Linked DNA regions of Mus musculus: all the other regions are linked to region 1. The links are chromatin contacts, called in public HiChIP or PLAC-seq and promoter capture Hi-C maps. All regions are on one chromosome and are shown on one strand. The core of a region is the stretch at or near the end of the contact, and the rest is flanking DNA. Distances in the headings are between cores, read along the strand shown.

What was found. Promoter capture Hi-C pulls out the DNA fragments that hold promoters and counts their contacts. HiChIP or PLAC-seq counts read pairs in DNA pulled down with a chosen protein or histone mark.
Region 2: a promoter capture Hi-C map of hematopoietic stem and progenitor cells shows a contact between it and region 1. The contact joins the enhancer-like site here to the promoter of Gmnn in region 1. A contact is called at or near these places in 10 of 39 promoter capture datasets (the C10 cell line, the HPC-7 cell line, cranial neural crest and 6 more), 1 of 15 datasets of contacts at CTCF or cohesin (large pre-B cells), 2 of 484 Hi-C or Micro-C datasets (the G1E-ER4 cell line and cranial neural crest), 11 of 115 datasets of contacts at active chromatin or transcription factors (the 230-238 cell line, the HPC-7 cell line, acute myeloid leukemia and 6 more) and 2 of 9 other capture datasets (adipose tissue and liver).
Region 3: a contact with region 1 is called in a FOXA1 HiChIP or PLAC-seq map of pancreatic cancer cells. The contact joins the enhancer-like site here to the promoter of Gmnn in region 1. A contact is called at or near these places in 2 of 39 promoter capture datasets (hippocampal neurons and liver), 2 of 15 datasets of contacts at CTCF or cohesin (embryonic stem cells and large pre-B cells), 2 of 484 Hi-C or Micro-C datasets (the G1E-ER4 cell line and Th1 cells), 5 of 115 datasets of contacts at active chromatin or transcription factors (bone marrow-derived macrophages, effector CD8 T cells, pancreatic cancer cells and 1 more) and 1 of 9 other capture datasets (pancreatic islet).
Region 4: a contact with region 1 is called in an H3K4me3 HiChIP or PLAC-seq map of embryonic stem cells, with 6 times the contacts expected there. The contact joins the promoter of 4932702P03Rik here to the promoter of Gmnn in region 1. A contact is called at or near these places in 2 of 39 promoter capture datasets (liver and pre-B cells), 2 of 484 Hi-C or Micro-C datasets (the N1E-115 cell line and muscle stem cells), 4 of 115 datasets of contacts at active chromatin or transcription factors (embryonic stem cells and pancreatic cancer cells) and 2 of 9 other capture datasets (adipose tissue and pancreatic islet).

Annotation. Positions count from the first base shown.
Region 1 is chr13:24,758,635-24,765,649 of GRCm38.p6, reverse strand. Gmnn (geminin) reads left to right here and starts at 3,713. Exons shown (of 7, transcript NM_020567.2): 1 at 3,713-3,837; 2 at 5,433-5,490. The coding sequence starts at 5,440.
Region 2 is chr13:24,511,993-24,519,007 of GRCm38.p6, reverse strand. It overlaps a transcript of Ripor2 not described here. Among named protein-coding and RNA genes, the nearest start is that of Gm22013, 29 kb to the right of the region's middle. Within about 2 kb of position 3,772, at least 32 of the 459 cell types and tissues checked have an H3K27ac peak or open chromatin away from gene starts, as enhancers often do. A contact at or near this core is called in the 230-238 cell line, the HPC-7 cell line, hematopoietic stem and progenitor cells and 2 more, where this site is marked.
Region 3 is chr13:24,533,579-24,540,593 of GRCm38.p6, reverse strand. It overlaps a transcript of Ripor2 not described here. Among named protein-coding and RNA genes, the nearest start is that of Gm22013, 50 kb to the right of the region's middle. Within about 2 kb of position 3,658, at least 53 of the 459 cell types and tissues checked have an H3K27ac peak or open chromatin away from gene starts, as enhancers often do. A contact at or near this core is called in pancreatic cancer cells, where this site is marked.
Region 4 is chr13:24,902,598-24,909,612 of GRCm38.p6, reverse strand. It overlaps 4932702P03Rik (RIKEN cDNA 4932702P03 gene), which reads right to left and starts at 4,013. Exons shown (of 3, transcript NR_045182.1): 1 at 3,905-4,013. Aldh5a1 (aldhehyde dehydrogenase family 5, subfamily A1) reads left to right here. Exons shown (of 10, transcript NM_172532.3): 10 at 1-2,034.

The DNA of each region.
Region 1 (7,015 bases), core at 2,464-4,963:
ACAGTTTTGTATGAAGTGAGCAGTATGAGCGCTCTCATAAGATGATTACTCTTGTAATTATCTTAATTACAGTATACAGGTGAATTAAAGATCTTAAATTTGAAATCAAACTGCAAGCTGCAGTCAATGGAACAATAGCAGTTTTAACCATAATTTTTAAGTTTTTTTGTGTAAGGTTAGGATAATACCTATAACCTTGGGAAAGCAAAACCCAAGTTTAAAACAATTTATTATCTTTAAAATCAATATTAGAAGCATTACTATCATATTACAAAGTTTGGATGTCAATTAATACCTATGAATACCTATTAAAGCAAGCTTTAATGCTTTAATAAAGAGGCATTGCTTTAAATCTTATCTTAAATTTTACTATTTAGGATACGAACCACATTAATTATTACCTAAACTAGAAATATCTTTAGAGACCCAGCCTCTTGGCCTGCTTTATGTCACGTGTCGGAAGGACTCTAAACTTGAGTTATCAAATTTAACACTAACCATCTGTAGCAATGTAACATTAATCTTAACCAACAACTTATGAGCTGAATGTGAAGACATGCAGAGCACATTACCAATAAAAAAGAACCAAATGAAGCAGTTACATTTAGACCAATCAGAGAATAATAATTTTTGTAGCTACAATCATAGAATAAAAAAACACTTTACCATTGTCAAACACATTAATCATGAACCATTTATTAGCTTTTTTACTCTGAAACTAAGAGGCTGTGCACTCGCCCTTATTTCTTAAAACGAACAGTTTTTCCAGCAGGGGCCCTCCCGCCATGTGTCTGATTCCTGGCTGAAACACGTGGCAGCTCTCGGCTTTGTAGATAAAGTTTTTTATACCATCTTTATTATCCAACATAAAACATAGAACATTCATTCATACAGACTGGACACGAACATACATGAATTGAACACGAGAACAGATTGGTGCACCGGACATTAGACAAGACACAAAAGGGAACAGAGTACTCCTGCTATAAGGCCCAGAGAGAAATTTCTCTCTGCTTTTTGGGACATTTTCCTCCCTTATGATGCATTTTTTATTAACTGGGGCAATCCGCCTATTCCTTTTAATAAACCCTTTCTTTTCTCACACCTCATGTAGCTTCAGAGAGCTACGGCCTACCGCCTATTACCCAGCTCCTCACTGCTGAACCTAAGTGAACCAGCGCTCGGGTTTAACGCTGTCTCAGCTTAGCCCATACCTTCTCCGGTATGAATTTCCTTTATCCTTTATTTTATGGAGCTCCGAACCAGCAGCGTCTCTTCCAAAAATCCTTTGCCGTTTCTCAGTCCCGCGTTGGTTCGCCAATTGTTGTGTCCGGCCAGCAGACCACAACCTGGGTTCTAGCCTGGAAAGGCATTTTGGAAACCTGGAAGAGAAGAGGGGCTAGGTGGCGAGAGAAAGGAATGTAGCCAAGACAGTTATTCTGATCAAGGCTCAAATTTTATTGTTGCGACACTAGTTATGAAGGAAGGGGGAGGGGACCCGATTCCCGCCGAATAATCTCGGGTCCAGTAGAAAGGTGCACGTGTGTGGCTCCGCAGGTTCCAGCAGTGGGCGTGGCAGAACGAATGAGCAAGAAGCTCCACCCCTGAGCAAGCAGGTTTCAGGCTGGGGGAGGGGAGACTACAAATATATATATAGTTCTAGAGAGTATATACTTACAGAAAGTTTCATAGGTAGAGTCCCATAGGGTATGCAGTTTCTCCAAGATCTGCATCTCATCTTTAGGTGGAAAGGGTAGCCGCTGTTCCTTATGTCACTTTTCTTTTTCTATTCTTTACATTCACCTCTCTCTCTCTCTCTCTCTCTCTCTCTCTCTCTCTCTCTGTGTGTGTGTGTGTGTGTGTGTAGGTCAGAGGACAACTTTTAAGAGCCAGTGCTCTCTTACCATCGGGTCCTGGGGATGGAATTCACATGGTAAGTCTCTGCAGTAAGCACTCTATCTGCTTAGCCATTTCCTTAGCCTCTCCCTCTCTCCCCCTCCCCTCCCCCCGTTCCCTCATTTTGGAATAGGGTCTCCCTACATAGCTCAGGATGACTTCAAACTCAAGATCCTCCTGCCTCAACTTCCCTAGTGTTTGGATTACAGGTGTGAGCTATCATACCCAGCTTCAAATTGCATTTCTTAGGAAAAGAAAATTCTTTTAAAACTTTGAGTAACAGCCTCAGTGTGGTGTTGGTGCACACCTATAATCCCAGCACTCGGGATGCAGAAGCAAGCAGATCTCTATGAGTTCGAGGCCAGCCTGTTCTACAGAGTGAGTTCTTGGACAGTCCAGGCTACACAGAGAAACCCTGTTTGAGAAGCAAGCAAGCAAACAAAATAATCCACAAAAATTTGAGTAGGAAGAATCTTAACTTTCCCACCAAGAACTTTCTTCCTCATCCAGACCTGAAGTCCAGGTCTCACTAGAGAGCATGAGAGAGCAAAGGAGAAGTCGCCAGTATTCTGAGGGCAGAACACATATGCAGTTCCTCTGGAACTTGCCAGGGGACTTGAGGCTGAGAGGTGATAGTGTGGTAACTGGCTGGACCATAGAATACAGGTTCTCTGTGGAAATGGATAGAATATTTTCCCATTGAGCAGGATTTAGTGCTGGCTAACATGCAACATTTTGTATGTGTACAAATGCTTGGCCTGCATGTATGGGACCTGCTGCCCCCCTTCCCCCCACTGCCATACCTTCCCGACTCTGAGGACTGTACGCTTAAATTGTGAGCCCCGACAAACCCTTCCTTAAGTTGCACTGGTCAGGTATTTGTTACAGCAACAAGTAAGGTGACAAATACATTGACTTTTCTCAGCCTCTAGGCCATCGCGGTTCCCTTGGCCCTAGTTCTGTTTCCTTCTAAATTGTTATTGACTGATAAAGCAGGTTCTGGTGTTAGCAACCCTACTGCATTCTGTCTATGTAACCTGGCTGGCTTTAAACTTATATTTATATAGCCAGCCAGGAAGTCCTTTATAGAGGTTTCCTGTATTGCAGCCCTCCCTCCTTTGTTTAGATTTACTGAGGTATAGTTTAGGTTTTTCAAAGTTGCCTGTGTGATGCATATTCATCTTGGTGTCCATGAAGGGCATCAGATCTCCTGGAACAAGGGCTATGGATGGTTGTAAGCCACCATGTGGGTGCTTGGAACCAAACCCAGGTTTGTCCCGTGCAAGAACAAATGCTCTCAACCAAGGAGCCATCTTGCCAGTTAATTGAGGTCTAGTTCAAATACAGTAAAAGTCATCTGTCTTAAGTATAGAGTTAAAATTCCTCAGCTTCAACTTTTTTTGTTAGCTTGAAGCGGGCCCTTGCTATTTCTAGTGACTGTCACAGTGTGACTTTTGAGTCATCACGTTTCGTCTGTTTATTTGCTTCCTTTAGTGTGTGCGCATCTAGGTATGCATGCTTGCATGTATGTATATTAAAAACTAAACACACAAAATACCTTGGAAAAAATATATGTATATTCTCGTGTTTGCCGCTAGTGAGAGTCTCTTTTGTCCTCGCCGGCAGACACTTGGAGCCGGAAGCGGAGGGTCAGACGGCAAGGTCAGAGGGCACACACTCCTAAGGCAAGAGGAACCTCGGTGACCTCTTCCAGAGACTGCACGCACCTTGGCTGGGTGCGCAGGCGCACGGAAGCCACGGGCGCGGTGGGCGGCGGCGAGAGGCGATTGGCTGAATGCCGAGGCTCCGCCTTTCGGCGCGTCAGCTACCGGGTCGGCGGGTTAGTCTGCAGGTTCGGGTCGTTCTGGCGTCGTTGAATCCGGTGTGGTGCCAGGGCCTTGTGCGGCTCTCACGCTCGCCGGGAACTGAGCATTGCTGTCTGTGAGTCCGAGGGCGCGGGAGACCGAGGGCGGGGCGAGTGCAACTCCGGCCGCGGGATCGCCGGGCTGGCCCGAATGCCCGGCCTGCTTCTCAGCCACGGGGAGCCGGCCTGGGAGGCGACGATTTGAAGGGACCCGAGTCTGGGGACTTGAAAGGGACCCGAGTCTCGGCCCGACTGCAAGGCAAAGCTGGGCGAGCTGAGACGAGGGGCTGCGCCATTGGTGAGGTCGGTTTTGGCGCGCTCTGGTGTTCGCTCTTCCTATTGGCTGGCGCGCGCCGCGTTGGGCGGGGCCGGCGCGCCCGGGGAAGTTTGCTGCCTCGGAGTCCGGGCTGATTGCACGGCTAGGGGTTGAACTGGGTGTAGATCCCTCCCGCCTGCTCACCAACTGCAGCAAACGCTACTCCTGGGACAAGGGCATTGAGTCCTGCGTCTGCTCTCCCAGTGGTGCCGCTGTAGGTGATAGTAGGTTCTCCGACACTGTCTCTGTGCTCACGACTCACTAATGATAGCGGGATCTTGGCCCACTGCCTTCGTTATCCAAGTCTGGGCCTGGTGTCAGTGCTCAGTCTCCTGCACCCAGGAGGTTGAGGCAGGAGGTACAGGAGTTCAAGGTCAGCTTTGCCCACTTAGCCATTTAAAAAGAAAAGAGAAATACATCAAAGCCCCTGCGAATAGGTTTCCGATCGGGTTTTTTGTTTGTTTGTTTGTTTGTTTGTTTGTTTTTCCGAGACAGAGGGTTTCTCTGTGTAGCCCTGGCCTGGAACTCACTCTGTAAACCAGGCTGGCCTTGAACTCATGAATCCGCCTGCCTCTGCCTCCCAAGTGCTAGGATTAAAGGCGTGTGCCACCGCTGCCCAATTTTTGTTTTGTTTTGTTTTGTTTTGTTTTTGGCGATCGGGTTTTATTAACTTGAAATAGAATAGGAAATAACAGAACACCACTCTGGCTGGGCTATAAGTTGTTTATATTTGCATACATGGGTGAGTGCCAGGGCACAATGTAAATTTTTAATTACATGTAAGTAAGAGGTGGGGGGTACAGTTTACCGTTCCCCCTAGCCTCCTTTTAAATTCAGCTTGGTCTTGTGTTTGCTACGTAGCTGACTATAACCTTGAATTCTGGTTCTCTGCCCAGCTGCTGGTATTATGGACTTGTGTCTGGTTATGCAGTACCAGGAACTGAGCTGAGCCTTTGTGCATGCTTGTTATGCACAGTACTCACTGAGCTCGACATCTTGGTTGGAGCCAAAAGATCTTGGGTTTTGTTTTTGTTTTTGAGACAGGCTCTTGGCTGCGTAGCCTAGGCTCCCATAGGCTCCTATCTCCACCGTGTTCCAGGATTGCAGTCATGTGCATGATGCTGTTCTTTAGGGTGAATGGGCCCAAGTGTCTGTTTGGCTTTTCCCAGTGCCCTTTTCTCAGGTCTTTTTGAGATCTCTGTAGTTTGTACAGGACACTGTGCCATTGTTACAGATAGTGGTTCTACCATAAAGTAGTAAGATTTTTGTGGTATAAATAATTTTCTAAAAAAAAAATCTAGATTCCACATTCAGATATAAATACTGAAATCACCTTTTCTTCTTGTGCTTTGCCAGCTGAAAAATGAATCTCAGTATGAAGCAGAAGCAGGAGGGAGCCCAAGAGAATGTGAAGGTATGTAATGGAGCCACTTCAGTGTGCTTGAATTTGTTTTAATTAAGAGGTGAAGTTTTGTTGTGTTGCCCAGGCTGGCCCCAAACCCCGGGGGCTGAGATTTCCTCCAGTGCCAGAGTGAACGGAGTATACGCTTGTATATAGTTTTAGGAAGAGGGTTAAGATTTAAATATGAGTGAAACTTGGAGTCTAGAAGTCTGCTCTTCTGTGCACTGTGTGTTTAGAGAAAAGGATATAGTAGTATACATTCCGTGGGCTATCGTTCAGAAAGCTTACATCTATGAAGTGGAAGTCGTGGAAGTGTTGTGTGTGAACGTGAGCATGACAGCAGGTGGGTTGGCTTCTTTGACCATGATCAACATCAAGCACTTAGTTGTATTTTCTTCTGTTTGGAGACTTGATTAATCTGGCACCTACATTGTATCTGAGATGTCGTGATAATATTTGTTCTCGTGGTGGCTGGCATTGGTCCCTCCGTTGCACAGCGAGATAAGCAACACTAGAGGCTACCGTGGGAAAGGTGGACGCAGCCGTGTGAAGCACAGTAACTTTCTCACGCAGGTGTGGTGTCATGTTCTTGCTAACCTTGCTTGAGTGTTTACCATTGTTTGCTGTCCCATGGTGGCAGTATAACTAATGATTTTCTTTCCCAAATAAAACTTTCAAATCGGGAACACTACAGGGGCTATTTGCATATCATAAAGAAGGCAACTTTTTGTTTTTAAAATAATAGCTTGGGCATTTTAGAAGGCTTTTGTTGTTTGTTTTTGGAAGGGCTTGTTTTGAGGCAAGGTCTTACTAGTAGCCGTGGCTATCCTGAAATTCATAGAAATTCTCCTATCTCTGCCTTCCAAGTGGCAGGATTAAAGGTTTATGCCACCAAGTCTGGCTTGTTTTTGTTATTGGTGTTTATTTTTTGATATAGGTTCTCAGTAAGTGGCCCTGGTTACTGTGCCACTCACTGTGATGTAGACATCTGGCTGGCCTTGAACTCAAGAGAGCTTCTCCTGCCTGCCTCCCAACCTACCCAGTGCTGGGATTACAGGTTTGTGCTACCAGCCTGGACCAGAGTATTTAATTTGCCTAAAGCACTGACATTCTATCAATGTCCTAATGAATGGACTTGTAGCAAAACTGCTTCTACTGTCAGGGGATAGCTGAGGGGCTACCATTATCCACACATGCATTTGTTCCCACTTACAATTCCACCTACAATGTATTGCTAAAAGTTACATTCCTTGTGTCAGGCACGGTGACACACCCGTTAGTCCCAGCAAGAAGGTATAAGCAGGTGGATCTCTGTGAGTTTAAGGCCAGCCTGATCTACATAGTAAGTTCTAGGATAGCCACAGCTACACAGAGAAACCCGGTCTCAGAAAAACCAAAACAACAACAAACCCACCATGAGCAGAAACAAACAGGATGAGAGTTTATTTCAGGTTCTAGCTCTTGAGTCACTGTCTGACCCTTGAGAGAGGGCAGAACAGGAATTCAAGGCAGGAACTGAAGCATAGGCCATGCAGGA
Region 2 (7,015 bases), core at 2,523-5,022, 250 kb after region 1:
CTCACATCAATATTTTTATATTTAAAAAATAAAGTGAAATACAGCCTTGGAAAATCCTAAATCTAGAGAGAGCTTTTACAGTTTTTAGCTGAAGTGAACCCAGTGAGGATTCATAGTAGTTACCATGAAAACAAAATTAGAGTTTGTACTTGATATTCATTGCTAGATTTCCCTCAACATCATTGGGTTGTATTTCCACACTATTTCTTAAATAAAACTGGCCACTGGTCTGTAAAAGTTGCCATATTCCGTTTATGTTAATTAATTCTTCACAGGCCGTTTAACTTCTTTTTTTAAAAACTTGTATCCCTAATAATTTTTAATTAGTAGTAAGATCTCCATTGAGATTAGATCTTGATCAGGAAGGGGGAGGGGGGTGTGTGTGTGTTGTTTGTGTTTGTGTGTGTTGTGTGTGTTTTGTGTGTGTGTATGTGTGTGTGATGTGTGTATGTGTGTTGTGTGTATTGGTGTGTGTTGTGTATGTGTGTGTGTTTGTATGTATGGTGTGTGTGTGTTTGTGGTATGTGTGTGTGGTGTATGGTGTGTGTTGTGTATGTGTGTGGTGTGTGTGTGTTTGTGGTATGTATATGTGTGTGTGGTGTATGGTGTGTGTTGTGTATGAGTGTGGTGTCTGTGTTGTTTGTGTGTGTGTTGTGTATGTGTGTGGGGTGTGTGTGTTGTTTGTGTGTGTGTTGTGTATGAGTGTGGTGTGTGTGTGTGTTGTTTGTGTTTGTGTGTGTGTTGTGTATGAGTGTGGTGTGTGTGTGTTGGGGGTGGTGGTAAGTAGCACAGGGCATGCTCCATGCCTCCTGGCCATCCCCATTCACAGATCCTGGTGTCCTGGGGCTGGTGGGAGTTGCAGAGATCTGATTGAGGTACAGTCAGGGAGAGGGTGATTCAAAAGCTTCTATTTATTTAGTTTTAGAATCGTTCTAGACAAAGAACTGGAAAGAAATGCCCTTGGCATTTACATTTCTCCTACCTGGAAACAGTACTTGAAGTTTCTATAGAAATTCTCTACTGAATAAGAATGCTCTGGAAAACAGGGGAGGGGGTGTGGGGGTGGCAGGTGGAGGGTGGGGCACTAAGGATACTGACAGTGTGACCACTGTCAAGATGAGCCTGGCCTGGTGGTACATGCCTGTCATCCCAAGCTTGAGAGTCGGAGGCCAAAGATCAGGAATTGAAGGTCTTCCTTGCATTGCTGTCCCAGAACAAGAAAATCACAAAAGGAGGAGAACAGAGGAGGAAACTCACCGCCCCTCCTCCCCCACGAGCTCCCCAGGGAGGTCAAAGCCAAAGGTCCCTATGTCTTAACCTGAATGTCTGAGCTGGAAAGCTGTTTCACTATTCTAAAAATAAATAAAAGCCAAGGCTGGACCCTGGGTTTAAGACTCTGCACATTAAACCATCTGAAGGACAGCCTGGGAGGCGGTGATCTGTGGAACTCCTCCCAGCTTTGGAAACATTGGTTTTTGACTGTCAGTCATCCCCAGTTCCTGTGGTCCTTTAGTGAGTTCCGGCACGTGGGAAGCTGTGTTTCTTTGGGGTCAAAAGTCAGACTTGTAGGAGACTGAAGCAGGGATGGGTTTTGAGGTGTTGGTTTAATCCATGGGCTTCTGGGTTTCCAAAGGATGCTACATTTGCCCTCAATGCCAGCGTTCAGAAAACAAATTGTTAAGGGTAGACATCTTGTGTGGGATTAAAAGCCACAGGGATGCTCGGTTTTTCTAAATAACAAGTTTGTTTGTTTATAACAAGTTTGTTTGTTTGTTTGTTTGTTTGTTTCATGTAACCAGGCTGGCCTTGAATTCTCTATGTAGCTGAGAATAACATCTAACGCCTGATTTTTCCTTAATTTCCTGGTGTGCTATATCATAGACATATACCAGCCAATATGTTTATACAGTGCTGAGATCGAACCCAAGACCTTATACATAAGTAGGCTAACAACTACTCTACCAAAGGAACCAGTTACATCCCCAGCCCACACATGAACCATTTATGCCTGCATGCAGGTCTGTGTACCACACGTTTATAGCGCCTGTGGAAGAGAGCATTGTCTCTTCTGGGACTGGAATTACAGATGGTTTGAGCTGCCATATAGGTGTTGGGAGTCAAACCTTGGTCCTGGAGGAGCAGCCAGCAGAGCTCTTAACAGCCGAGCCATCTCTCCAGCCCCAAGGGAGCCACTTTTGAAAGCCTTTTACTCAGCAAGATAGTTCTATAAATGATTGTTACTTACAAGTTACAGACTGAACAAAACCACTCAGAACCCCATAAAAGCTTTCATTTCAGGCTACTGTGTGCAGAAAAGAGGGGCATTATTTTACTTCCATTTATTGACATGGTGATGGGGGTCCTTCTGTTAGATATTTGCATAGCTACAATATGCAGAGAAGACAGGATTGGGTTTCCCTTGGTAAGGCTTATGATAATGTACATGGGTGATCTAGAGAATATCTGTGCTAAGCAAATGAAAACCAACCACAGGGCTAGGTGTGAAAGGTTCATGTCTAATACTGGTGTCCAAGAGACTCACGCAAGAGGACTATCTTAAGATTTAGGTCAACCCAGGCTGCATAGTAAGGGCCAGACCAGCCAACGCTACAGAGTTAGGCCTTGTCTCATAAAAACAAACCAAAATGGAATGAAAAGAAGAAAAAGAAGAAGAAGAAAGAAAGGACAGAAGGCAGATTGCAGGCATGAGTGTTCTGAAGGACTTTGGAAGTTCAGCATGGCAGCCAGCGAGGCAGTCACTATAAATCCTTGGTTTTCCTTCAAAATGAGAATTGCCAGAACCCCTCAAACACTCATTATCCTATAAACACTCATTATCCTATAAACACTCATTATCCTATGGTGGTTGCTGTACATTTGTCTTCTCTTTTTGCTCTACTTTTTTTTTTTTTTTTTTTCTGAGACAGGGTTTCTCTGTGTAGCCCTGGCTGTTCTGGAACTCACTTTGTAGACCAGGCTGGTCTTGAACTCAGAAATCTGCCTGCCTCTGCCTCCCAAGTGCTGGGATTAAAGGCGTGCACCATCACTACCCAGCTACATTTTTTAAAGTTAAAAAAACCCAAACATATGCATATTTCTCAAAACCTCATTTGTATGAATTCCACAATATGAATTGTCACACAGTGATTTTCGAATTGGTGAACATTCCCTGTAAAACAGTGGCCCTCATCTTAAAAGGTCCTGGACAATTTCAAATAGAAAAAAATATATAGAGAGGAAAGTGTTAAGGATATGGAAAAAGATTGCCTCTGAAATGAAGATGGCGAGAGCCAAGAGGCTAGAGGCTGGGAGCTAGAGATTGCAGGCTGAGACTGGAGGGCAGGAAGCTGGGAGATAGAGGTTAAAGGTCAGGACTGGAAGCAGGAAGCTCTAGAGGCTGAGACCCAGAGAATAGCAGCTGAAGGCTAGAGGGGGCAGGAGCCAACAAAGGTTTGAATCTCCAGGAGACCATAGTTAAGGAGGGCAGTTTCATTAGACACTTCCTCTTTTTCTTTCAGCTTGTGTGTGTGTGTACGTGAGTGTGTGCATGAGTGTGTGTGTGCTTGTATCACTGCATGGATGAAGGTTAGAGGACAATCTGTAAAAGTTGATTCTCCCTCAGGGGACAGGAGTCTTGAACTGGTTGACTTTCTCTGCAAGATAAAGAATTAAAAGGCAGGAAAGTCTTGAGCACAGCAGATAGAGGTAGAGACATTGCAAACACAGCAGAGTAGCAGAGTCAGCGGTTAAAGAAAGACGTTGATTGGGGGGAGGAAACTCACAGGTACAGCAAGACACAGAGGGAAAAACCTCTCTGCCAAACAGAGGGGGCGGGGCTCAGATACAGAGAGGGGGCGGGGCTCAGATGCAGAGAGGGGGCGGGGCTCAGATGCAGTCTCTCATCTGGGGCTCGGGTTTAAGCATCAGTTGATGGGCCCTCCTCTCCTAATCTAGGGATGGTCAGGGTAAATGACAGGGTAGCTGAGAGGTCTACAACTTTGGTGTAAACATCTGGCTTTGAACTTGTCTGACCAGTCCTTCAGCATGCTGATCTCACTGGCTGGAGAAAAAAAAAAGCCTGCTAGTCTTTGGTTTTAAGCTGCCAGGCTTTGGTCTCTGGTCAGAAGGGCAAGGAAGAAGCCACCATCTTGGAAGTTGACTTATCCTTATTACTTACCTGTCTTAGTCATGGCCCCTCTCCCTATCTGTCTGTCTATCAGGCATCAAATGTCTAGTCTGTGGTGGTCTGAATGAGAATGGTCCCATAGTCTCATGGTCGAATGCTCAGTTCCCAGTTAGTGGGAATGTTTGAACACTGTTAGGAGACATGGCCTTGCTGGCGTAGGGTGTGGCCCGTTGGAGGAGTTATGTCACTGGGGGTGGGCTTTAAGGTTTAGGAAACCCAAGACAGGTCCAGTCTCACTCTCTTTTCCTCCTGCTTGCTGATGAGGATGTAAGCTCTTAGCTACTGCTTCCATACTATGCCTGCCTGCCTGCTTGCTGCTACATTCCCCACCACGATGACCATAGACTTAACTTTCTGAAACTGTAAGTAAGCCCCATTGAAATACTTTCTTCTGTAAGTTGCCTTGGTCATGGTGTTGCATCTCAGCAATAGTAACTAACTAAGACCTAGTCTCTCAGGTCCCAGGGTTCAAATTCAGGTTGTCAAGCTTGCCAGCAAGCATCTCTAACCACTGACCCTCCTGCCAGCCCATATTTTATTTTTGAAGTAGAAAGTTTAAAAAGAATTTGAATAGCTCTGACAAACTATTTCTTCATGCTTTATCTTCATGCAAGGACTTACTCCATGTGCTTGGCTGCACTGACAAGGCATCAGAAGCCCAGAGAAGTGACATGAAGTATCAGGACCCTGAACACAAGCAGCTTCCAGCCTGCTCTAGGTCTCAAAGGGGCAGAGTTCAAGAGTAAATTGCAAATAACCCCAAAGTTGGAAAGGAAGGCTTACCTGGGGAGAGTTGGGGCCCAGGGTCTAATAAAGTATAGACAAGTGTGCTGTGGCATCCATTTCCTCCAACATATCACAGAAGAAAGGGTTCCGTGTTATATGTTGTGAAGGAAGTAGGTCACCACATCCTTGGTTAAGCTACAAAAAGGACATTAGGCACGGACTCTTGGGCACTGAAATCCCATGAGCTCAGATGCAGTGTTGGACCGAGCTGGGTCCCTGCTCAATGTGAGGGTTGGGCCTTTGCAGATCTTGGAAGTGGTGGGTCCAAGGCACAAGAAGTAGCTTAGCCAGAGACCTTGGTAAACTGGCTCCACAGAGATTGAGCCTTCCCACCTGCTCTCAGATCACACAGATCGCTCTCTGAGGAAAGGAGGAAACACTAGCTGAGCCCAGCCTGAGTTGCTGAGTGACCACGTTATTTCCTCAGTGGACCCCACCCCTCACACTAAAAGAAACCCCAGGCCTCAGAATTAGATGCTCTGAAATGACTTAAACTGGTGGCCAGTGTTTCTCATGCTGTTCTTAGGGTCTGAATAGTTACCTGCGGCAGACAACACTATCCGGTCCTGACCTGCTCACAGGACCACCCCTAGTGAAAAACAGAGGGCTCTTGGACTCTGCCAGTGAGTGGAAGGTGGAGCCTCTAATTAACTAACTAATTAATTACCTCAGTTTTCACATGAGGAAAAGTGAGGCGCTGCAACCAAGCAAGACTTCCAGCTTTGTAATCAGTGAGTTCACACATGAAGGACAGAGATAGCAAGTTTTAATTATTTCTTTTTTCAGGTTGACACATTAGGCCACACCATCTGGTCCACACTGGTGTCAAGAACTGGGGGGAAAACAAGGCTGACCCCATGCAGGAGGAAGAATGGAAAGACTGAGGGTGGATATGAGAGCCAGCAGGGGCAGGAGAGGACTTGACCAGAAGAGAAATGGATAAAGGTTTTAGTTTCATGACTGCCTTGTGATAAAATACCTCAACACAAGGAAGCTTAAGAGAAAAAGGTTGCTGCGTTCACAATTCCAGGTTACAGTCCGTCATAGTGGGGACGTCAAGGCAGCAGAAACCTAAAACAGTCACATCAGCTAAGAGCAGAGAATGCACGCATAGTTAGTTCTTTTCTCTACTCTTACACTCCAGGGTGTGGACCTAGGCAATGGTGCTGATGACTTACAGGGCAGGTCTTCCACCATCTATTAAGATAATCAAGAGACACTGCCCACCAAGACAAGCCCACCTGATCTGGGGAACTTTCTTCCTAGGTGATTCCAGATGGTGTTAATAAGAAAATTAAAATTAGCCATCCAGCTTCGTTCTAGCTGTAGCCAAAAGAACATAGTTGACTGTGTTAGGTGGGTGAGGCCCCTGGCTGATGTCCTACAGAGGCGTAGTGTCAGAGCAGGGAGTGGATCAGGGCTCTGACCAGTGTGCTTACAGCCTCCTCCTACCTTCTCATGCAATGCAAAAGCAGGTGCTGCTGTGGAAAGAGGAGAACTGTGTATCTCATCCTGAAGACGGCGTCTCCCATCTTAAAAATAGCAGACAACTTCCTTTTCATACCAGAGAGCAAGTAGAGATGTCCTCTGGGCATTGCATCTCTAGCCTTGCCAGGCTCCTCACTTGAGCGTTGGATTAGAAACAAAGATTTGCTTAGCTACAAGCTTTCCTCACGAAATCAAGGTGTTCTCGTGCTCTTTTGTTCTGGGTGCAGGCTGTAACTGGTTAAGATGAGAACACACAATGGATCCCAGCAGGAATTAAGGAGAGAAAATGGAGGGGGAAGTCGCTTTGCAGCCTCAAAGTGTCCATGACGCTCAGGGCTAGGTCAGCCTCCAGTACAGGATGCCTCTTCCTGCTTTGCATCCTCCACCTCAGCTTTGCATCCTCCGGCCTTAGCTCCTCTTCCTCTCTGCCTTTCTGTCAGCCCTGCTCCAGGCTACTCAGCTGTCTCCTGCACTGCTCTGTAACTGCATCACGTCACGCGGAAAAATGCACATGGAGTCAAGTCCAATACGTCATGAAGCACAGTCATTTGCGGT
Region 3 (7,015 bases), core at 2,409-4,908, 230 kb after region 1:
ACTTGTATTAAGGTCTTCCACTGGGTTCACCTTTATGGGTGGTCCATGCATATAGACACACATGCTTTTCCTTCTGCCTCCAGCTCCTGGATGGGACACACACAGCATTGCATCAGCCAGTCCTGCCTTCCCAACTGCTCTGGGAGCTCCCATGAAGACCGATCGCAGAGATGCAGGATCCTTGAGGGGATCCAGGGGCTGCCTCCAGCTTCTGGCTGTAACTGCCTCACACGGTTGCCACTTGAGCATCTCGGTCTCAGACCTCACTTCCTTTGCTCTGTACCTCACTCCTCTCTAGAGCTTTGCACACGTTGGTTCTGAATAGAAGATTCTCACTGTGTCTTCTTGAGTGGGCAAAGCTTTTTACTTTTGATGATGGTTGCTTCCTCTAGGAGCCAATCCTGACCTTGAAAGCCTTCAAGATTGGGTTCCTGTGATCCACAGGACTTCATATTGAGCCGTCACCCCTCCCACTACAGGTGCCTCTTCATTTCCCTTCCTCCTCGACTGTCACATCTCTCAAGTCTGGGACATTGCTCTATGTACATGCCTCAAACCCCGTGCAGCCTACACTTAGCAAGTGTTCACTTAGTCAGTTAGGAAATGAATTATGAATACATGAACAGAGAGATGATGGGGCCTTTAGTTTGTATTTTAACCTATACACATCACAGGGCAATGTTGGATATATTATTTATGTGTAAAGTATCTTTAGACTCTTTTCTTTCCCCTGTGTTATTTTTCCCTTTGCTTTCTTCTCTGCTGCTGATTTTTTTTCTTGTTCTTTATAGTTTTGAGAAACTCTGCAGGAGAGCAGCAGGTCCTAACTGATGAGCACAGCACCCTGAAGAAGGTGCCCATTGTCCCCCGGCTTCCTGGACCAGCAGCAAAGGAACACGAGGTCCAGCTCTTGACAATAATCACCTTCATAAAGAGACAAATTGTATGGGTTCTTGTGTTCCTCAGGCAATGTTTTCCACTTCCATGGCAGGGGACCAGTTAGTGAGTTCAGAAAGTGGGCGACTGGTTCTATTGGTTCAGGACAATCAGAGATGCCATGACTTAGGGATGCTCTACATAAATAATTCAGTAAACACTGAGGACATGCAGACATATACATATGCACATACATATAAATGCACAAGTGTCCATGTACTCTCACATGAACTCCTGTGTATCAAACCTGTCACATATTTATGTATATATTTACATATGTGTACATATGAATATAAGCCTTATATAGGTATATATACATGGTTAAATTTAAAGACTATAAACAATTTATGCTATATGGTTCTTTCAGTGCTAAAGATGGATATATAATATCCTTAATAACTTGGGTCAGGAGTCAACGGACATCTTCTGTAAAGGGTCAAGTGTTTTGGAGGTGTTGCTGGCTCTGTCATCACTGATATAGTGACTCAGTCGTGTCATTGTGTTTAAAATAGCTATGAGTTGGCTGTGTTCCAGGGAAACATTCACAAAACAGAGCCAGGCTTGGATTAGGTCCATCAGCCTCAGTTTGGGAGACAGTTCTTAGACCACAGGTATGATGGGACACTTGGTAGGCAGCCTTAATAATGGCTGAGCTTCACTGTCCGTCTTCAGGAGACACACGTCTAGGTGCGTGTGAGGAGTTTCCAGAGAGTTTAACTGAAGAGGGAAGACCACCCTGAGTGTGGGCTGCACCCTCCGTGCCCTGGACTAAACACAAAGAGACAAGAGAAAAGGGCTCCTGAAGCCCAGCAAACGCCTATCTGCTTCCTGGCTGTGTAGGCACTGTAACCAGTCATGCTCCTGCTGCCATGCCTTCCCACAATGATGAACCATGGGACAAAGTAAGCCCTGCCTTCCTTAATTTGTTTGTGTCACAGCAACAAGAAAAGTCACTAACACAGCATCCAACACAAGATCTACCCTGAAATTAAAGATAACCATTTAATATAGTTACTTGGAGGATTGCCTTTAAATTTTTAAAATTACATTTAGTTTGTACGAGTGTGTATGTACAAAAGACACACACACACACACACATGCACATACACACACACACACACACACACACACACACACACACCACAACATGCATGCAATAATCAGAGAACAACTTCCAGGCATCACTTTTCTCCTTGCAGGAATGTGAGTCCCAGGGATCAGGTGATCAGGTATGGCAGCAAGCACCTTTGCCTTCTAAGCCATCGTGCCCACCCCACTGAATATTTACTCATTGAAAACTACAAAAATGTACAAATCTTGTAGGCAAGACTATAGTTATAAAACACACCCATAAGAATGTGGGCACACAGAAGGTGGAGAGGTTAAGAGCACCTGCTGCTCTCGCTGAGAATCTAGGCTCACAGCCACCTCTAACTCCAGCCCCAGGGCAGCTGATGCCCCCTTCTGGCCTCTGTGGGCACTGCATATACATGGTATACACACACACACACACACACACACACACACACACACACACACACAAATAAAAAACAATTAAGGTACAACCACCTGTCAGAAAAAAAGACCTATCAAAATATTATATATTCTTCATTTCCCATCTTTAACAATTATAATAACAGTGTTTAAAATGGTCAAGAAAATAGGCTCTCTAGGAACCACAGCTCTCAGAAGGTTTATTTTATCTATCTATCTATCTATCTATCTATCTATCTATCTATCTATCTATCTATCTATCTATCTATCTATTTTTGGCTTTCCTAGGCAGGGGCAATGAAATCTGGGTTTGGTATGCAGCTCTGTGGTAGGGCATTGGCCTAGTGTGTGTGAGGTCCTAGATTTCATCACCTGGTACTCAAAATATGTAAAAACAAAAAGAACAACCAAAACAGCAAAATTTAAACAAACAAATAAAAAACCCCAAACAAAGCAGACAAAGAAAGAAAGAAAGAAAGAAAGAAAGAAAGAAACTAACAACCTAACCCCTAGCTTGTGTTTTCTTTTTATAGAAGAACCCAGAGTTCACTAGAGAGTTCTTCCACTCAAGCTGGACTCGACAGCTTTGAAGCTAGAGTCTTTCTCTGTTATCTTGTTTCCTTGTGGGACTTGGAACGTCTACTTCTCCATCAAGTCCTTCATCCTCTGCTGGTCCAGAGGTTTGAAGAAGGTCCTGAGCCTATTCTGTCTCAAGACTGAGTCTCACTGCAGTGTCCCTAGACTCAGACAAGGTTCCATATTAGTCAGCAGAGACATGGTTCAAAGCAAATCAACTCAGATAAGACTCGCCATTCATCTATAAACATAAGAACCACTGCATACATCCAACAGCATATGGCTTTTCTGCCTTCTTATTTGTTTCATTTGAATGAAGCCCAAGAAACCTGTATGTTTGCCCCGGCAGTCATTGTTGTGCATACCTCACATCCTAATACTTAGGAGACCAAAGCTGGGAATCACAAGTCTAGGCCAGGCAAGCTTGGGTTTTGTATTAAAATATTATAGAGAGAAAAAGACAGGGAGAGGGAAGGGGAAGGAGGAGGGAGGGAGGGGGAGAGAGAGAGAGAGAGAGAGAGAGAGAGAGAGAGAGAGAGACTCTTAGTCATTGAAAAACAATTATGTTTAGTTGATGAGTTAGTTCCTTTCCTCACTGCAGGGACAAATACCTGACAGAGCAGTCACTATGACTCACAGTTACCAGCTACAGCTCATCATGGTGGGGAGGTTACAGCGTGAGGAACGTGAAGGACTGGTGATGTCGTGTTCACAGTGTGGAAGGAGGGAGAGACAGAGACAGAGACAGAGATATGGATGCTGGTTTTCTGTTCACTTCCTCCAGATTCAGGCCAAGTTCCCACCCCACAGGACGGTGCTGCCCAGAAGGAATACCTTTATACACACTGCCTAGATATGCTTTTGGAGTCTAGACAAGTCACTGATCAAGATTAATCGCCACAGCCACAGAGCCAACATCAGAAGGCTCTCTAAAGAAGATATTTGCAGGGCTGATCTAGTATCTGATGGTGTGACTGGTCTTACCAAAGGAGAGTTTAAAAGCAAGATCACTGTGGACATATCTGTTCACCAATTAAAAATTATGTCACGACACAAGTCTTTTCCATCTTCTCTCCTTTACTTGACCATGTCTCTTCATCCTAACATGACAGATGCAACTAACGTTTCGTGTCAAAAATGTTTTCAGAGGTTGCAAATCATAGCATATTTGGAAAACAAAATAAAACTATATCTTCATGAGCAGCAAAACATTGCCATTAAGTTTATACATTCTCTTATGGTCATTTAAGATGTTAGATGCTCACACAAAAGGTGTTTCTGTTAAATAAATGTTTAAAAAAAACATTTAGAAAAAAAAGAAAGAATAACAGGCAGTATAAGGCAGGTGGTTAGGACAAGGCATGGTCAGGGCACAGAGACAGCATCGTTAACACACACCTCCAGTGCTTTGTCTCTCTCCATGTACCCGTGGTTTTAGGAGAATTGACTTCTGAGCCTGGCATTTGCAGTCTTAGCACTTGAGATATGGGGGCAGGAAGCTCAGAAGCTCAAGGCCGTTCTCAGCTATACTTCAAATTCAAGGCCTGGGCTACATGAACTTCTATCTCAAGTGTGTGGTGTGTATGTGTGTGTGTGTGTGTGTGTGTGTGTGTGTGAAGAATTTTCTTCTCAGCGTTCTGCATTTATCATTGTTATTCACTCACTCATTCATTCATTCATTCATCCAATAAGCATTTATTGACAAGACAGCCCTGTCAATGACTGTACTGAGGTAGCAACCGTGTTGTAATGTGACCTAGCCTCCTCATGTTGACTGCTTTAAAAAAAGATCTTAACACAATTATTAATTTTTCTTTGCAAAAGTAAGTAGTATTTCCCCTTGACCCTAAGGTTTCAACTTGTCTTTCAAATGTTATCAACTAACCATGACAAATTCCAAACATTCTCTCCTCTAAAATCGTTTTTTAAAGATCTGTTTATTTTTGTGTTTATGTGTATGAATGTTTTGCCTGCATGCATGTATGCACACTATGCGTGGGTCTGTTGGATCCCCTGGAACTGGGGTTACAGATGGTTGTGAGCCACCCTGTGGGTGCTAAGAATTGAACCTGGGTCCTTTATGGGAGCAGTACTTACTCTCAAATGCTGAGGCACCTCTCCAGCCCACCCCTCTTAAAACTGATAAACCTTTGTTACCAATTCAAATGAGAGATGGCCTAGTTTTTCCTGTTCCTGCGGTAGCGGGTCTTTTGCCCACTCCCCAGATGAGGCTGAAGGACTGAGGCCCAGCACCCTCAGACTGGTTTCACCCACAGCGGGCACTTCAAGGCTGACAATCCTTTTTGGATATTTTAGTTACTGTCTCTGTTGTGATCCAATATTCGATAAGAAGCAACTTAAAGGGAAGAGTAGATTTGAGTGTATACCCGAGCTAGGGGCTACAGTCTGTCGTAGAGTGTGGGGAGGCATGGAGGCAGCAGTGTGAGGTGGTTCATGTCATGTCTGTGGTAGGAAAGCAGAAAGATGACAGAATGTTGGCTACGATACGAATCTCAAAGGACCACTTCCAGTGACCTAGTCTCCCCAGCTAGGCCCCACCTAGGCCTGCCATCCCTGGGGATCAAGTGTTCAAACACAGGGGCCTGGAGAGATGATTTGCATTCAAACCCTGGCACTGTATGCATTGTGACTGTGACCCTCACTATCTCCAATGGAGCTGGTGAGCTTCTCCCCTGCACACAAGAAGCAGATGCACAGGAAGCTATTGTTGCTATGGTAACTTCATCTACCTCTCGATTCTCTACAAGTCCTCTGCATTCTTGTCTTATTCTTTCCTTCACACCTTTGAATTCTATTCCCTTATGGCCTCTTCCTTCTTGGCCAGACCATCTCCCTTCTTTGAAGTCTTAGGCAACACATAGCTTCAGTGCCATCTTCTACTGACTAGAATCCATACCCACACCCAGGCTTTGCATTCAGACTCTAGATACATTCTTCTAGCTGCCCTGTATTCCTTCCAGGTTAGAATGGCTGCTATAGAGAAAATAAATAACAACAAATGCTGGTGACGACAGAGGAGGAAAAGGATCCCTATACACACCGAGGTGGGAATAGAAACCTGGTGCCATCCTATGAAAACCAGTAAGGAGGTGCCTCCGAATACTAGAAATAGAACTAACATATGACCCAGCTATATCACTCCTGGGCATACGCACAAAATACCCCATGTCATCATCACACAGAAACCTTGCACACCCACATTTAGTGACCCATCATCCCACAAACCAGGAAGAAGAACCAGCTGAGATATTCATCGAGATCTGAGTGGATAAGGCAAATGTGGTACATGGATCAGTGAAATTTTATTTAGCCAGAATGAAGGATGAAATTACATTGTTTTCAGTAAAGTAGATAGAACTACAGGGTTTTTGTTGTTGTTGTTGTTGAGTAAAATAAACCATACTCAAAAAAAACAACATCCTGTTTGTTTTCCTCAATATAAGAAACTCACACGCATATGCCATGCATGTAGAAGTGGGAACACGTGAAGAGAGGAAGGGATCTAAAGGCGGGAACAAGAAAAGATAATAGTGGAAGGGAGGTAAAATTTCATGTTTTATCTCATATGCAGGATCTTGATTTTATATACTCTATCTGTCTGTCTGTCTGTCTATCTATCTATCTATCTATCTATCTATCTATCTATCTATCTATCTATCTATCTATCAGTCTATCTATCTATCTATCTATCTATCTATCTATCTATCTATCTATCTATCTATCTCCTATCTATCCGTATGCATGAGTGCATATGTACCATAAAACCAGCAGGGGGAACTGTTTTGAACAAGGCATGGACCAATAGAAGGAAAGTAGGGAAATTATACAATAATAGATACATATGAAAATCCTCATGGTGGAGCCTATTATTTTGTAAGCTAACTAGAAATACTATTATTTATTTATTTATTTTAAAATTTATTTTTCAAGATAGAGTCTTCCTGTTCTGAAACTCACCGTGTAGACATTCAGAGTCACCCTCAGCTAC
Region 4 (7,015 bases), core at 2,764-5,263, 140 kb before region 1:
TGATAGCAGAGCTAGCTGCGGTGGTTCCTAAACACTAAGTCCCAAGTCACTGGGAACTTCAAATAAGGACGTCATGGTTCTTAAGGTCCCTGAGCATAAGAATAAAGTAGAAGTCTTCATCCTAGGGACCCCACCCAAGTGGCAAGAGTCACAACTCAGGATGTTCATGGTCTGTTTATTCTATTCTTCTGTATAGTTGGTTTCTACCACATTTTCTAATTAAAATTTTTAAATTTTATGGACATGGCATTTTGCCTCTATGTATATCTGTGCACCACATGTGTGCTGGTTCCCTCAAGAGGCCAGAAAAGGGCATTGCATCACCTAGAAATGGAGTTATAGATGGTTGTAGTCCACCTTGTGAGTTTGGGGAGGCAAATCCTAGCTGGTCCTCTGAAGAAAGGCAGCCAAATCTTAACTTCTGAGCCACCTTGCCAACTCCGACATTTCTAATTTCTTAAGATTTGTGCCCATCTTTTTTTTTCAATTAAGAATACAAATGCCTTGCTGGCATTTTGTAGAAAATGAATACACTCACTGAATGTGAACTCATTCCAAATACACGTTAAACAGTGTCAACCAGCAGGTTCCTGGACTGTGCGGCAAGTTTGTACTTTTTGTGTGTGCATGTTTGATTTACTGGGTAGATCACTGGCCCACACATTTGTTACAATAAATGTAATCAATTTTTGTGATTAAAATAATGGGGATGGGTATCAGAGGTAAAGTATATCATTAGCATACTGGAGATGATGGGATTAGTCATCACCAAAACGTTAACATGAAAGAACATCTTACTTAGAAAAATGCTTTTGGGTTATGGGAAGACGAGTTTGGCTTTTGATATTGTTTTTAAACAGGATCTCCTGTTAGCCTTAAACTCCTGGGCTCGGATGATCCTTAGCTTCCCAGATATCTGTAACAATAAGCATGTTGTCACCAAATCAGCTAAGAGTCGATTTTTTTTTATTATTATTTTTAAGGGTTTTTGAGTTTGGGCCTCATGTAGTTCAGGCTCACCTGGGAACTCTCCTGCTCCACTTCCTGTGTTGGAGTCACGCCTGCGACCATGCCCAGCTAAGGAGTGTTTTTCGATGAACCTTTGTTACTGTTCCATAAGATATGTAACAGGTGGGAGTTTTTGAAGATGTCTATACAGTTATGTAAGAACAAGGCTTAATGAACCACAACCTGTGAGCCAGATCTGACCTGCCACCTGATTTTGTATAACTCATGAGTTTAAAGTGTTTTCATATGTCCCAATGGATTGGGTGGGTTAGAACAGTTGTTTCCTGAAACCTGTGAGTGAGCAGCCTCAGTGCCCCATGCCTGAGTAGCTGTGTTGTGACAGTATGGCCTACAGAGCCTAAAGGACTTGCTACAAAGCTGCTAAAAAAGGTTTACAGCCCTTATCTATACCAATCGAAAGACACTGGCTTCCCCTGCTTATGAGGCATTATTTTATTCTATTAAACACCTTCTGTGAAAAGGGCACATTTTCTGAGCCTTTGTTATTAGGGCTTCTTGGCAGTAATTATCAACTCAAATGATACTAGCCTGATACTAATCCTGTCTCCCAGGTAGTGGGGCTCACTGAAAGTGTCAAGAGTTCATCTGTGTTTTACATCTGAGGGCCTTTAAGCAGGGCCCCAAAGCAAGTGCTTGGTTCTTCTTTCGGTATCTTTGCTCTTCTGGGACTTGGGGGAGAATAAAGATCAGACACACAATGTAGACAAGCCTATTTTGTGATGTGATGACCTTCAAATTGGATCCCGTGGCTTGTCCTCTCTGAAGGCCGGAGCCCAGTGTTTTAGTTACCCCTGTGCAGCTACTTCAAAACAGAATTTTACTTGAATACTTAATACTGTGACTGTTTCATGCCATACTTTGTGAGACAAATCTCATGAGTTGTTGAGAAATATATATTGCTCTATAAACATGTACACATTGCTTCATTTTTCTAGTGTGTGACATTGTGTGATCAACAGAGTTGAATCTAATAAATGTTTAACAGGATTTCTTATTTCTGGGTTAAAGTGAGTGGCTGTGTTGGTTTTGCCCTTTTTACACCAGATCATTGTTGACAGCTTTTTTTTTTTGAATCGTTTGAGTTTTGAGTGGGTAGTGTTAGATCAATGTGGATATAAAATTATACTTCCTCACCAACAGTGCCCGATCAGTGAGGACCTCGTCCTGGGAGCTAAGCTAATAGCACTGGCACTTCAGCAACACCACGTGGTCCAGACCTGTGTCTTAGTTTCAGGGATGGGCAGCTGCCCAAGGTCATGCCCCAGCTCTCTCCAGTCTGTCTTCTACACACTCCACAGTTAGCCACTTTCTCCAGTCTTTTATTTTTACAGAGAAGTATGAGAAAGGCATTTTCTGAGCCCCTGGTATCCAGATACGATCCTGGAATACGAATGTGAACACTTGTCTGAGTGCATTTTCGGTTGCTAATAACACAATACCACAGCTTGGGTAAGTTGTATTGTTTTAGCTCATGGCTCTGATACAAGGTCAAGGCAATGGCCTTGCTAGCAGAATCCCTAGGCGGTATAGAGCATAATATGCAAAAGACCTAAGCAAACTGGCCTTTACAATAGAGTCACTCCTAAAGCTCCATTGAATTCCTAAGTGGTTGCATGGTGAAGGCAAAGCCTTAGTCAGCTATGAAAAGGTCCTGTATGACCCCGCCTCCTGGGCCTACAGGTGGCCCGTTCCTCGTGGGAGTTCCCCCACTAGGTGCCCCCCCCCCAACCCTCTGAGGGGCTTAGTCACCTTATGACACCAGTAAAATTGGATTAGGACCCAGCCTGACGGCTTCATTTTGAACCACTCCTAAAGGGCTCATCTCTTCCTACATTCTAGAATTTGGGGGTTAGGAGATCAACGTACAGATTTTGCCCCCAGGGTCCCCTGTGCCCGGGGGAAACCGGCTGTCTTCAAATTTAGACTTGGAATGTTGACACGAGCTTTCCCTCCCCATCCCCAACTCCCAGAGAGTTCATTTAAGGAGCAACAGCAGTGGGAACTCCAGGCAGAGCCTTGACCAGGGTTGAGCAGAGACCAGGACGAGAGGGCAAGCTCCCAGGCCTCAAGGCTCAGAGTTCCTCGCAGGTCCCAGCTGGACATGATGAAGGCAGGAGGGTGATACTGCTTCACAAATCAAGACAGAAAGGGTTGGCTGTGGGCTTCAAGTACTACCTCAATATGGAGCCTGCAGCCTTCGCTCCCAGACCTGATGGTTTCGCCCCTGCAGAATGCACAGGGAACCGCCTCTGAGTGGCAACTGACAGAGGCGCAGACAGCCCCACCTTTACTCTGCTCTGTGGCTACTAAGCTCCTAGTGGGGCTTTCTTCCCAGAGCGCCACAAAAAAAGAGGACCCTGGGTGATTCCCCCAGCGCTGCTCAGAGGGCCTCCTCCAACCCCTGGCTTGCTGATGAGTTCAGAAAGATTCAGTTGATGAGGGTTACAATAGTCCCGAGGACAGAGGCCAAGCCCAATCCCGAGGAACCGGAAGCACAGCCAGACTCTGGCATGTCCATACCAGGGGCACTTTCCTTTACATGTTGGGCGGTCCACAGACCTCTGCTCTCCGGGGAGTCACTTCAGCAATGGGAAAGCAGAACGCGGGAGCGCTAGAAGCCTCTTCCTCTAAGAAAAAACGAAGTGTGTTCTGGGGCAAGGGAGAAAGCTGACCTAGAAAAGGAAAGGGCGGGGGGGGGGGGGGCATACATAGTTAGACCTTTGAGAACATTTTTTAAAGTTTTTGTTTTCATGACAAAAAAAAAATGTGTTTTTTTTTTGTCATGCTATCATCACTATCTATCAGCTATCTATCACCGGTCACAATACCTGAGATTTGATGAATTTACAAGAAGGAAGGGTCTATTTTGACTCACCGGTCTAGTCCACCGTTGTGAGCAGCTTACTTTGGGACCGGGCCCAGAATGAGCATCAACAGAGCTGGGCTGAGGAAAACGGCTCCCACGGCGGGTGGAGAAGCAGAGCGAGGAAGGCACGCACCCAGTGAGGTCACTTCCTTCCACCGGACCCCACTTCTTAAAGCTTCCAGTGTGTTCCAGCAGTGGCGGGGTTTGGGGATCAAGTCTTCCCACACATTGGTCTTTCTGGGACATTTTAGATCCAAACAGTGGCCGAAAGTCATTGTCATTGGGCTGGTGTGTATTTGGCTCATCTCCCTTTCAAAAACTCAGTAAAATAAAGAACTCTTGCAAGACCGTAATGATCAAGGAGACTTTTAATTCACAGACCTGAGGAGTAGCACTCTGGGTCTCAGAACGGGACCTCCACAATTTACCCCAACAAAATTGCTAATAGACTGATGGAGACAACTTCGTGGTGGAAGAGATCCAAGAATGAATACATCCAGCATCAATTCTACAAAACTAGAAACTTCAAGGACGTCTGGTAATGTGGTTTAAGGGAAGGTGTGTCTATGAAGGGTCGCACAGAATCGTTTAGGGTGACGTATTCATTAGCTCAGTTAGAGCGGCGGCTCCAGGGCATGGACATATTCATCACATTATACTTAGTATGTGTAGTTTATTCTAAGTGAATTATACCCCAATATACTTTTTAAAAAATTACTTTTCCTGCAGTGCTATGAACTGAATTTAGGTTCTCACACACGTAGGTAAATTCCTAGTTGTAAATTGGTTTTTGTTTGTTTGTTTGTTTTATAAATACTGTCAGGGCTGTGCTACAGTGTCTCAAAATACAGTGGGGAGAGAGAGAGAGAGAGAGAGAGAGAGAGAGAGAGAGAGAGAGAGAGAAAGGAAGGGAAGGAAGGAAGGAAGGAAGGAAGGAAGGAAGGAAGGAAGGAAGAAAGAAAGAAAGAAAGAAAGAAAGAAAGAAAGAAAGAAAGAAAGAAAGAAAGAAAGAAAGAAAGAAAGAAAGAGAGAGAGAAAGTTAGTTTGCAGCAGGGACAGAATGTCCTTTAATATTGATAGAAAGCCACTGAGCTGAGACTGGTCAATTCAAGCTGACTGTCCTCAAGAAGGACCCGTGAGTTTCAGAAATTGTATTTGTTTTCCCAATATAGATACAGCAAATAATAGTTTTAGTCTTTGTTCATTTGGGGTGTGTGTGGTGTGTGTGTGTGTGTGTGTGTGTGTGTGTGTGTGTGTGGTTTTGTTTTGATTTGAGACAGGCTCTTTCTACGGAGCCTGACTGTTCTAGAACTTACTATGTAGACCAGGTTGGCCTTGAACTCACAGAAATCTGCCTGCCTCTGTCTGCTCAATGCTGGGATCAAAGGAGTATGCCATTATACCTGGCTAAGTGTTTTAGTCTTTGCAGACAACCCCTATTACAGTCCATTTAAAACCTTTTTGTGGGCTGGAGAGATGGCTCAGTGGCTATGAGCACTGACTGCTCTTGCAGAGGTCCTGAGTTCAATTTCCAGCAATGGTGGCTCATTACACATAGTGGTGGCTCACAACCATCTGTAAAGGGGATCTGGTGCCCTCATCTGGCGTATCTGAAGACTGTGACAGTGGACTCACATACATGAAATAAATAAAACTGAAAAAAAAAAAGTCTTTTTGTAAGATAAGAGCAGCCATGGGGTCATTCATACATAAACACATGAATGATCATGGTCCAAAAACTTTTTACAGACACAAAATTTGAAATTCATATTAGGCATGTGATCAAAACATTTCAATTTTTTTCCCAACCATATAAATCCTAAAACCTGGAGCTGGAGATATAATTCAGGGGTAGAGCCTACCATACACCAGACTCCAGGCTTCTGTCTCCAATACTGAGGGAGAAAAAAGAAAAAAGATTACAGTAAAAGCATTTTTTAAAAATCCCTTTTTAGCACATGCAGCATAAGAAAACAGGTCTCCTGATCCATCTCCAGGGACCCTCTCTATAGGGAGGACCAGAGGATCAGAGGATTAAACGGTCCTCCTCGGTGCCTGGCAGGCTGCTTGAACTGACTGTTCTCAGCAGGTTTATCTCTCGGTGTTAGAGGACATTCTGTCCTCCGCTGGAGAGGCTTGTAAGTGGCAGCCGTGCAGGCGAAGAGTGTAGATTCAGGCCAGTGTCCCTTGACCACAAGTCCCAGATTTAGCCACATTAGCAGAAGGAAAATATAGTTCTCCTTCAAAGAAGACTTCCTTAGATCATCATATGTATGGAATACAAGAATCAACACCTTGTCAAAACATGTGGAAGATAATACATTTAAACGAATAAAATCAAGACTCAGCATCCAGGATATCTTGGTCACATAAAAATAATAATAATAAAAAAAAAGTCCTCACTATGTGAAAGAAGTGTTGAGGAATACTTTTTTTGTTTTGTTTTGGGTTTTTTTGTTTTGTTTTGTTTTTCGGGACAGGGTTTCTCTGTATAGTCCTGGCTGTCCTGGAACTCACTTTGTAGACCAGGCTGGCCTCGAACTCAGAAATCCGCCTGCCTCTGCCTCCCGAGTGCTAGGATTAAAGGCATGTGCTACCACACCCAGCTACCTGTTTTTAAATTACAATTGTGTGTGTGTGTGTGTGTGTGTGTGTGTGTGTGTGTGTACATGTGCATATTATCCAGATATTTTGTGTGGAGGCCAGAGAACAACTTTGGGGCGTTGGTTCTTTCTGTCTACCATGTGGGTCCTGGGAATCAAACCTAAGTCTTCAGGCTTGGCAGCAGGGGTCTTGCCCTGCTGATCTATGTCACTGTTTTCTTACTTCACTGGATGGCTGTTTACTTCTTGAGACAGGTCTGTAGCCTGGGCTGGCCTTGAATACAGTAGTAGTTGTGGATGGTGATCTTGAACTCCTGATTTCCCCACTCCCACCTTCCAAGTGCTAAAATCACAAGTGATGGCTGTTCCTCATTGTGTGTCTTTTGTTTGTTTAAGACTTATTTATTTTATTTATATGAGTACACTGGTTGTGAGCCACCATGTGGTTGCTGGGACTTGAACTCAGGGCCTCTGGAAGAGCAGCCAGTGGCCTTAACCGCTGAGCCATCTCTCTTTA